Regions from separate parts of the Mus musculus genome. Here region 2 is linked to region 1. Evidence: chromatin contacts called from public HiChIP or PLAC-seq data. All regions are on one chromosome and are shown on one strand. The core of a region is the stretch at or near the end of the contact, and the rest is flanking DNA. Distances in the headings are between cores, read along the strand shown.

The links. HiChIP or PLAC-seq counts read pairs in DNA pulled down with a chosen protein or histone mark.
Region 2: an H3K4me3 HiChIP or PLAC-seq map of embryonic stem cells shows a contact between it and region 1, with 11 read pairs. The contact joins the promoter of Itpr3 here to the promoter of Nkx2-5 in region 1. A contact is called at or near these places in 2 of 115 datasets of contacts at active chromatin or transcription factors (both in embryonic stem cells) and 1 of 9 other capture datasets (liver).

What each region holds. Positions count from the first base shown.
Region 1 is chr17:26,838,320-26,843,649 of GRCm38.p6, reverse strand. It overlaps Nkx2-5 (NK2 homeobox 5), which reads left to right and starts at 2,085. Exons shown (of 2, transcript NM_008700.2): 1 at 2,085-2,625; 2 at 4,003-4,985. The coding sequence starts at 2,295. The coding sequence ends at 4,628.
Region 2 is chr17:27,055,496-27,061,178 of GRCm38.p6, reverse strand. Itpr3 (inositol 1,4,5-triphosphate receptor 3) reads right to left here and starts at 3,875. Exons shown (of 58, transcript NM_080553.3): 1 at 3,505-3,875. The coding sequence starts at 3,593.

The DNA of each region.
Region 1 (5,330 bases), core at 836-3,335:
CCACATTGATTTGCAAAGGAAACGTCCCCTCTCAAAACTATTTTTTAAAAAAGACTTAAAACAGGGATCCCGGATGCGGCCCCCAATATAGCTCCCCCAATTAAACGGTAATATTTCAGGCGTCAGCTCACACTAATCTTTCAAACTGTCATCGCGATCCGCAGGGCCAGCCGATTCACTTAACAGGACTCCCAGGACCCTCGCCCGAAGCTGTTTTCAGCAAGACATTTAATTGAATCGGATGTGGCTCGTTTGCCAGACGTCACCGCCTGGGTGATAGACATCCGTCCAACCCACACAAACCAATCTTCAATCTCGGGAGGGTCCCAAGCTAGGTTGGCTCAGAACAGTAACTGTAATGTAACCAGAAATTGTGGCAAGGGAGGAAAACAAAACAAAACAAAACAAAACAAAACAAAACAACAAAAGCGAAAAAAGGCAAAGGCTTTGGACTGCTTGGAGAGGGACACAGCGGAAGACAAAGAGCACCAGCTTTAGGATGCTCTGTGGTCCCTGGGTTGAGATCTCACTATGGCTCCCAAGTCTGGTGCTGACCACTGGAGCCTGGAATTGGGCTTCACAGTCTGCCTGGAGCTGGGTCTCCTTCTCCCTTAGTTGAAGACAACCCAAGGCCTTGGGAGTTTGGGTTTGAGGAAAAGCAGGAAGGAACACAAATCAGGCCTTTGCTGGCTTCACTATGGCCCAGATGGTTGCCAGCGCCCAATGGCCCACACTGCCCTGCCAGGAGGGACAGTTCACACTCTGCACTCACAAAAGTTTTGATCTCTGGACTTTGGGTTCATGACTTAAGAGTGACTTGTTTAGCTAACCTTTGACCCTACACTCACACTCCGTTTCTATTCCAAAAGCCTCTCCTCTGGTGGCCAACTCGTCCTTCATATCTGTGTGCCTTCTGACTCACAGATCTGTTCACTCTGGGAATCCTTATATCCGAAAACAGGTGATGGACCCTCACCACATGAATTTTCAAGGGCACATCCCCTTTGCAAATCGGTGTGGTGAGCCCAAGCTCTCCCAGAGGTTAGCCTTACCATATACCTTCGGTGGGGGAGGTTTTGCCTGGAATCGATGTGCCTTCTCTTTTTGAGATTACAGCAGGAAAAAGTCCCACTCTGTTGGGTCTGGGAGGGCCCAAGTGTTCCTTAGATCCAGACAGTTGTCTTAGTACAGAACCTGGGTTCCTTAAACCCTGACAGTTTTCAGACAGAAGCAGCACTGGACTGAAAATGTCCCTCCACCTGCCTGATCTGTCCTCTGCCCCGTGGAGTAGAAGCCCAGGAAGGCCCTGGAGGATCGGGCTAGAAAGGGTCTGGGACTTTTGTGGTGGCCTAGGAGGGTGAAAAATGAAGCAGCTTGGGCTTCAGGAGAATCCAGGCAGACAACCCAGAAGGCAGCTCTCCTCCAGGAAGAGTCAATTCCCCAACAATGCTTCCTTCTCTCTGGAGAGGTGCCTGGCCCCACCGCTTAGTCTGAAGCAGGTGGCCACTCCCACCCCACAATTAGCCACTTCACCTTTCCATTCAGCTCAGAACCCCTTGGGGCCCCTCTGGGTTCCTGGGTTGAATTTGGTCCTGTAGGTCAAATTAACTACCGCTCCCCAATCCAATTCTTAAACTCATGTGTTAAACTCAGTGTTCGTCCCAGAACAACTGTCTTCTCTGTGATTCTCTTTCTATGCAGGCTACTCTTAGGCAGACTTCAGTAAACAATATTGTAGTCATAGTCTTGATCCCTGAAAATAACCCCCCTCTTCTGGCTTTCAATCCATCCTCACCAGCCCATTTAGTGATACAGGACACAGTGCAAAGAATATTTATTCAAATCCTCGACCCACCCCCAACCCTGCGTTTAGACTCAGCATAACAGAATCAGGTATTTTCTTTGAGTGTGTCTGGCTGGGATTTTCAGGCTAACGAGGAGCAATCTCCTTGCAGGAGTGGGAGACTATCCCAAATGTGTCGCGGCCCCTTTAAAAAAAGCTGAGCAGGATTTTTTTTTCCCATCCCTATGTCTATATTAGGTGACGCAGAACTGCCCGTCGCTCCTGTCATCCAGGCCCCTGGCCCAATGGCAGGCTGAATCCCCCCTACTCCAGCCTGCTCCCGCCTCTTCTGCCCCTGGTGCTCCGCGCTACCTGCTGCCGCGCGCCACATCCAGGGCAGAGAGGCGGGTGCGCGGGCGGGCGGCGGGCACCATGCGGGGAGGCTGTCCCCAGGGGTGGGCAGCACCACTCTCTGCTACCCACCTGGCGCTGTGAAACCTGCGTCGCCACCATGTTCCCCAGCCCTGCGCTCACACCCACGCCTTTCTCAGTCAAAGACATCCTGAACCTGGAGCAGCAGCAGCGTAGCCTGGCGTCTGGGGACCTGTCTGCGCGCCTCGAGGCCACCCTGGCCCCTGCCTCCTGCATGCTGGCCGCCTTCAAGCCCGAGGCCTACTCTGGCCCCGAGGCGGCAGCGTCCGGCCTGGCAGAGCTGCGCGCGGAGATGGGCCCCGCGCCTTCGCCCCCCAAGTGCTCTCCTGCTTTCCCAGCCGCCCCCACATTTTACCCGGGAGCCTACGGTGACCCTGACCCAGCCAAAGACCCTCGGGCGGATAAAAAAGGTAAGGAGAACCTCAAGCTCTTCCCTTCTGGAATCGCTTTCATGTCCAAAACCCTGAGCCAAGAAACCCAGGCCTGACAGTAGCTCAGTCCGGGGTGAAGGCTGGGCGCGGGGAGTTTGGAGTATAAGATTCCAGGCTGTCCCGCAGTCAGTCCGAAGTTTAGAGGGAACGCCGAATTTAGAGGGTCAGGAAAAAAGAAGGGAGAGAGAGAGAGGGAGAGAGTGAGAGAGTGAGAGTGAGAGAGAGAGAGAGAGAGAGAGAGAAGATTAAAATGTTGTTTTCGGCCTACAAAACCCCAGTAGGTTAGGGCCTTGTTCTTGGATCTGTTACAAAGTTAAGCTATCTAACAATCCGCGTTAGAACAAATCTTCGTACTGGAGAGTTAAAATCTCTTCCAGATTTGGGGGTACTTTGAGACACTGAGAACTGCTAAACCGAAAGCTTAGCCCCGTGTATCCTGGGCCTTGTGTAGCCCACCCTGCCTTTCTGGGCCTTGCCTCCTTTGTGCCAAAAGAGAGGAGTCTGGGGACCGGGTTGTGATTTTGAGATGCGATGCTGCGGATCCCAGGAGCTGGGGTTGGCTTTGTTTTTCTAGTACAATCTCCAGGCAGGATCAGGCAGAAATTCCTTTCTGGGAACTGTTGGGAAATACGGAACGAATAAAGACACTGAGAAGTGAAGAGCAGGCTTCCGAAGGTGGCCGAATACCAAATATCTCAGAGTAGGGAGAGGGGCTCCTGGCCAGCTCACAGAAGGAGCAGGGAAGTCCCAGGCCCAGATCCTGTGCTGAGTAAAGCCAGAGAGGCCCAATGGTTTCTGCGAGTTAGAGGACGTTCCTAGGTTTTCCCTGGGAGCAGAGAGAAGGTCCAGGAACATTGGAGAAGGACTGGAGGAGGATTAGAACTTATTGCTACCAACCGGAATCCCGCAGGGCTGGTGTAGAGGCCTCTGTCCTCCTCCGGGTACTGGGAAGTCCAGAAGCCATGCCAACATCAGCTGACCACCCGAGGGACAAACCGGAGTATTCCTAATGTAATTCACTCCGAGCATCCTCATGACTTTATTTTCTTTGCAGCCAGAAAAGCTAAAGCTAAATCCCAGACTGTTAAGAGAACGCTAACTATCCGGGGAAGAGGTCTGGGATAGGGCGCCCGAGATTTCTCTTGTTTTGTTTTGTCCAAGCCACTTAGGCATTTCCCAGATGCGCAATTGCGCCAACATCGAACCGAGCGAGCCCGTGCACTCGGCGATTAGCTTAAGCGGAGCTGGGTGTCCGGCATAGGACCAGAGTGATACTCCCTGCCACCCCTACAAGGGCCCTGAGGTCCCCGGCCCGCCGCTCTAACCCGCCACCTCTCTGCCTCTCTTCCCCTTCAGAGCTGTGCGCGCTGCAGAAGGCAGTGGAGCTGGACAAAGCCGAGACGGATGGCGCCGAGAGACCACGCGCACGGCGGCGACGGAAGCCACGCGTGCTCTTCTCGCAGGCGCAGGTCTACGAGCTGGAGCGGCGCTTCAAGCAACAGCGGTACCTGTCGGCGCCAGAGCGCGACCAGCTGGCCAGCGTGCTGAAGCTCACGTCCACGCAGGTCAAGATCTGGTTCCAGAACCGTCGCTACAAGTGCAAGCGACAGCGGCAGGACCAGACTCTGGAGCTTCTGGGGCCGCCGCCGCCGCCCGCGCGCAGGATCGCGGTGCCCGTGCTGGTGCGCGACGGGAAGCCCTGCCTGGGGGACCCCGCGGCCTACGCTCCCGCCTACGGCGTGGGTCTCAATGCCTATGGCTACAACGCCTACCCCTACCCCAGCTACGGCGGCGCGGCCTGCAGTCCCGGCTACAGCTGCGCCGCCTACCCCGCTGCGCCCCCCGCCGCGCAGCCCCCCGCCGCCTCCGCCAACAGCAACTTCGTGAACTTTGGCGTCGGGGACTTGAACACCGTGCAGAGTCCCGGGATGCCGCAGGGCAATTCGGGCGTCTCCACGCTGCACGGCATCCGAGCCTGGTAGGGAAAGAGCCCGTTTGGGGCGCCCCGGAACGACTCCCACCTTTAGGAGAAGGGCGATGACTCCGGGGATGGGAAAGCTCCCACTATGCCCTGTCCCTCAGATTTCACACCCACCCTCGCGCAGGCCTGGGACCTTTCTCCGATCCATCCCACTTTATTGACGTAGCCTGGTGTCTCGGACCTGGCAGAGCCCTTCCAGGGTCACGGGCACTTTCGACGGATTCCACACTAGGACCGGGAGCCTGGGCCGGGCGCCCGGGCCCTGGTTGTCTTGCCGTCGCCCACCCACCCGTATTTATGTTTTTACCTGTTGTAAGAAATGAGAACCCTCTTCCCATTAAAGTGAGTGCGCTAACGCACGCGGGCTTCTTTTAGGATTTCTGAGCGAGCGCAGAGGCCCCTCCAGGTCACAGGCATAGTTCACATTAATAGAACCTGCACTCATAAAAGCTGAGGCACCCCGCACCCCTCGTTAGGTGTTTTCTGAAGTCCTCCGTTCCCCCCCCCCCCCCCGAGGGCGGCCTTTTTTTTTTTTCCAAGGTTACCCGCGGAGGGCGTGAGGGGTTTTATGACTTGCTTGTGAGCTAATGGGTGTAGAAGGAAGTTCAGCGTCTTCTCGCACCAGAGAAGGAGTAAAAGCTGATCCTAGAGCGCCCATCCTCAGGCCAACTTGATTCACTGTTGCTGGGCGTTGAGGGGAGAG
Region 2 (5,683 bases), core at 2,626-5,125, 220 kb before region 1:
TCCCAGGCCTATTAACGGCAGCAAAGTCTCCCTGACAGATACTTCTTCAAAACTGAGTTCACCTGCACCCCCAACTCAATTCCTGGGGGTCTGCAGCCACTCCGGGGACACTAAAAGGTCTCCAGGGGACCAGATGGGACCTAACAGGTCCACCCTGTGTTCGTTCCTGTGAGAGAGAGCTGGCCACAAGCCACAACCACCTTCCCCCCTCTTCCTCCCCAGTCTGCAGCGCCAGCTCTGGCCTCTTATGCCTCCACCTGGGTGAGGGGCGAGGCCAGCCGCGGCCACGCTTCCCTGCCAAGAACAGGTGTGGGCCTGCTAGATTCACTCCCCAGACCCCTCCCAGCCTCCCAACCCAGTTAATATACAATCTTCACGGGACCTCTAATTACCTGAGAGGCTTTGACTGTCTGTCTCCTTAAGTGCTCTGGCTTCAAGCCTCAAGCTGCTACACCTCCCAACTCAACCAGAGCCCCCTTCCAATCTCCCCAGCTGGACAAGCCTTCTGCCCACTAAGGCTGCCTGTCTTCAACAAATTCTCTAACTGAATGCCAGACACTGGGCACCAAGACAGGCCAGACGCTCCACCACATCAGGCCCAGAGTTCACGACCCTGGGCACCAACAGCCCCAGGAAAGGCTGCAGGAGCAGAGTTAAGGGTGAGGGGCAAGACAGACGTGAGTAAGAAGAGCAGAGACTCATAGAGCCATGCTCCTGGCCCTGGGGACTGTAATGATAATGCAGCATTGAAGGCTGAGGGTATAGCTCAGAGACAGTGCACAGGAACCGTACCTATGTGTACGGTTAGCATGCCTCAAACCAGGGTCCCGCTCCCAGCTCTGCAGAAAGGAAACAGAAGCATGGAGATTTTGGTTCAGTCAGATTGAGTATGCAGTCTCTTAGACTATGTGAAGACAAGTACCTTTGTAGCCCAGGCTAACCTTCAACTCCTTATATAGCAGAGGCTACCCTTCAATTTTGCCCTTCAATTAGTGATCCACCAGCCACTGCCTCCCAAGTGCTGGGATTACAGACCCCACTCCACAGGATCTACAGAATTCCTAAGGGACACGGTAAACGAACTGTCAATCCCTCTTCATCGGCTCTAAGCAAGAAGCAGGAAGCCCACGCCCACACATCCCCCATACAGTGCAGCCTCCATGGTCAACTCTGACTATAGGATGGGCACAGCTAGTTCATCAACTCTGCAAGTGTGCAGCATTAGCTGGGCCTACAGGGAGCCCACAGAGCCTGGTTTGCACCAAAGAAGAGTTTGAAAAAAAAAATGGTCACAGAAAACAAAAAACCAAAACAGGATTAATTCTGCCCTGGAAGGTGGGGTCTCAGCTCTTTCAAAAGAGGCTACTTGGGGCCAGGTCTCAGGGGGTGGGGCAGATTTACTCAGGGAGTCACAGGGGAGCAAAGGTAAAGAGAGCAGGGGGAGGCTCCAGGAAGCACACCTGAACTTTTGGTGTGTGAGAAAATGAGGTGAACAAAGATGAGGTCGAGGCCTGCACGCTGGGACCAGGCTGGGAAAGCACCTGCCAGTTTTCGAGGGGGAGTGGGGTTGGTACATAGGAAGGGGTAGCCTGGGGTCAAGGGCTCTCAGATGTCCCTGAGATCTGCCCTGAGGTCCAGGTGGACTAAAAATAGCAGCTCCTGAGGCAGGAAGGACCAAGAGGAAGAAAGTGTCCTGAGAACAGGGAGCTGGAGACGTGGATCGGTGCTTTAGAGCATCGGCCTCTCTAGCACAGGACCTGGGTTCATCCCCAACACCCACAAGGTGGCTCACACCCTTCTATAACTGCAGTCTCGGGAGAGCCAATGCACTCTCTGGCCTCTAAAGCCACGCAGCACCAACATGGTACACAGACATACATGCCTGCAAAACACATATACATGAGAGAGAGAGAGAGAGAGAGAGAAAGCGCCAGCAGAGGGATTCCCAGACAATGGAGGCTGCCTGGGGACAGGAAAAGGGACCTTAGATCCTTGGCTCTGTCAATCCTCAAGGTGATTAAATAGCATCTACCCTGTGTTCAGCCCTGAGCCAGACACATCAACAAAATGTGACTACTTCTGAGAATCTGCAGAGTTGGGGGGAGTCTGGGCTCCCACCTTTGGCTTTGCCACTCCCTCCCCAACACACACCCCATCCCAAGACAGCATGTTTAGTGCTGACTGCGCAGTTCCCCTGTAGCTCCCCAAGAAGGGCCCTGCCTGGCAGGGCTCTGAGCCAGGCCTGCAAAGATGCTGGCCCAGACGAGGCTCCACGCCTCAACTCTGGGCAACTTCAGAAGAGAAATCTGATGGGGAGATGTGTGTGTAGAAATTTCCATCTGACCCGGGAGGTGTGTAGGAGAGCCTGGAGGATGCTTGGAGAAGAGAGGGATGCTGGAACTCCCATCTCAGCCTCCTCAGGCAGAGAGGCCCTGGAGGTTTCTCCTCCCTACAGCACATTGAATTTCAACCACCAAGAGGAGAGAGCAAGGGAGCCAGGAGCCTCCCACCTGCAGGGCTAACTTTGAAAGAATTCCTGACACACTTCCAAAGCCCCCAGAGAGGAGTCACCCTGCCAGCAGCTGGATGGTGCTGACAACGTGAGATACCAGAACATTAGCCACTACCACCCCACCTGCCCGAAAATGGGACAGAAAGACCAGATCCGGGCTTGTGCGCTTCCTCCATCCCTGCAGCAACGAGGTGCTCAGGGTCTATCCAAAAAGATACTGGGATTCTAACCTCTCCCAGCTACCGGCCTGGCACCAGCATGGGATGGAATCAATTCCCTGCTTATCCAGCCCAGACCCCGGGGGGTGACAGCCAGAATTAATTAATGTTTGTAAAGTGCTCTAGAGAACCTGGGACCAGGGACCCAGGGGCGCCAGAGTAGCTACACAGGAAATTGACAAGGAGGGGGTGGCGGTGAGAGGGGGGCCAGCTGGCCAAGACCTGGACTGCCTGGACAGGGAGGGTAAAGAAAACACTCTGAAGAGGAGATGGGGCACAAGGAGAGTGAAAAGATGCTACCTCTCCAAATAAATAAATTAAATGATTAATTAAATAATTAAATAAACCGATTCAAGATGGGGCTATAGAGGTGAGTGCCAGGCTTCAGGCTGAGCCAACCCTAGCACCCCACCCCGAATCCCAAACAAGAACACCCAGGCCCTCTCCAACTCAGGCCCCAGCCACCTGCATAACCCGAGGACCACTTGCAGAGGAAGTCCGAACCCCTCAGCCATGAGTTAAGAAAAAGAGTGTGCCAGAAGTGGCGGGCTTCGTGGGCGCTGACGCCTTCTAGAACTCCCCAGGGCACCCGACTACTACCTGAGCAAACAACGCACTTCCTTTCTCTAAGAGAGGGGTGCCAGCGTCCCTTCGCTTCTGGAGACTGGGCTGTCCAAGCAAGCCTCTATCAAGGGCTCAGGGGACTGAACATTGGCAAACAAGCAGCTGGTACCGTGGTCCCGATGCCCCTCTCTTTGCCCTAGGCTCACTCACCCCAAAGTGCTGATGAAGCCATTGACAGAGCCCTCGGCGTACAGGGACACAATGTCCCCGATGTGAAGAAAGCTGGACATTTCATTCATGGCTTCGGCCCTCCGGGGCTCGAGGCGACGAGGTCGCCCTGAAGCGAGCTGCCAGGCTCGGTGCAGAGGACTGAGGCGCGCTGGGCGGAGAGGGGCGCAGTGCCACCTCGCAGCCCGGCGACCCGGACGATCGGGACGGCAGGAGTAGGCTGACTGCCACCAGAGAGCGAGGAGGCGCGGCGCGACCCGGGTCCGGGTGAGGAGGTGCCTGCGTCTCTGCGCGCTCGCAGCCCTCCAGCCCGGCCGGGCCCGCGCGTACCTGCAGCCTGGAAGGAGCAGGAAGTCTGGGGCCGCCACACACATGCAAATCCCGCCTGGGAGGCGGGGAGGCCACACCCCACCCCGCCCCCGCCGCGGCTCCCACGTGCACCCGCGCCCCAGGCTCGGCCTCTTCTACACCGCGCGCGTGCACGCCTGCACCCCCTAAAGCGCCCAGCTTGCCACCGGACGACCCCCAGGCTCTAGGGCGTTCTCTAGACGGCTTGTCCACCAGCACCGCGCTGCACTTCGGGGCTCTCCACCCTCGGAGATCCCCAGCTCGCCTAGCCTGCGGCCCACGCGTGGCTGAGCACACCGGGAACTTGGCCACGGTCACCCTGCGGCAACCGCGCCCAGCTGAGAACCGTCTTGCGCCTGGATGCGCGCTCAAGCCCTTAGCGTTGCAAATCAGGATTCATTTCTCTCAACATGAAAAGTCTTTTCATTGCACAATAGAAAGTGCTTTGACTTGGAGGGGAAATGAAGCAATGGGGTGGGTTTGGGTTTTTTTTTGTTTTTTGTTTTTTAATTGTCCTTGTTGGGGTTTCTCTCTCTCACTCTCTTTCTCCCCACATTCCTGTGTACAAAGAGATCCAACTTCCGAATCAGTTCAGCCGCTCCCTCTCCAGGAGGAATTGGCTCCAGTTTCTCTTGGCTCCTTCTGTCTTTGCTTTAAAATAAATAAATAATACTGGGAGGGGGAGAGCATTACCTCCTCTAGTTAATAGTGCACCCCAGCGCCCACTGAAACAAGTTCTCGTAGCGGGCCCTTGCTCACAAAGTTCAGCCCTCAAACTCATCGCCAAGTTGACTACTTTCTGTTCTGCGCCACGGAGGCTGGGCGTTTGCTTCCTCCTAGAGCTTTGGTTTGAACTCCTGAGATAAGAATGCGCCACCACCACCCCCTTTGGTCACGTTTGCTCCCTCCCACCCAGCCCCCCTTATTTCCTGAGGGGCGGGGATGGGGGCGTTTGTCCCTGGGAGAAAAGGAGGAGGGGACTGGAGACAGAAGCAGGAAGAGACCCAGGAGGGGTGGAGACAGCCGCCAGCCGTGAGACAGCTGCTGACCTGCACCGAGAGTTCTTGAGTGCAGGGGATTTTTACCAAGACCCTTAGAACTGGTGGTAGTGGTTAGCCAAGCCTTTAATGGGGAAGTAGAGGCAGGAGGACTGGGAGTTAAAGGTCGCATAGTAAGTTCGAGGTTTACCTAGGGCACGTGAGAGTCTGCCTCAAATAAATGTAAGAATGGGCTGGAGAGATGGCTGAGTGGTTAAGAGCATTGCCTACACTTCCAGAGGATCCAAGTTCAATTCCCACCACCCACATGGCAACTCACAACTGTCTGTAACTCCAGTTCCAGGAGGTCTGATGGTCTCACACAGATATACATGCAGGTAAAACATCAATGCACATAAAATAAAAATTAATTAATTAATTTAAAAAATCAAAACAGGGGCTGGTGAGATGGCTCAGTGGGTAAGAGCACCCGACTGCTCTTCCAAAGGTCCGGAGTTCAAATCCCAGCAACCACATGGTGGCTCACAACCATCTGTAACAAGATCTGACGCCCTCTTCTGGAGTGTCTGAAGACAGCTACAGTGTACTTACATATAATAAATAAATAAATCTTTTAAAAAAAGGGCCTGAAGAGGTGGCTCAGCAGTTAAGAGCACTGGCTTCTCTTCCAGAGAGCAGGGATTTGATTCCCAGCACCCACGTGGCAGCTCACAAGCATCTGTAATTCCTCTGCAGGCACTGGGGACATTCCTGGTGCCAGATATACAAGCAAGCAAAGCACCCACACACATAAAATAAATAAACCAAAGTCCTTA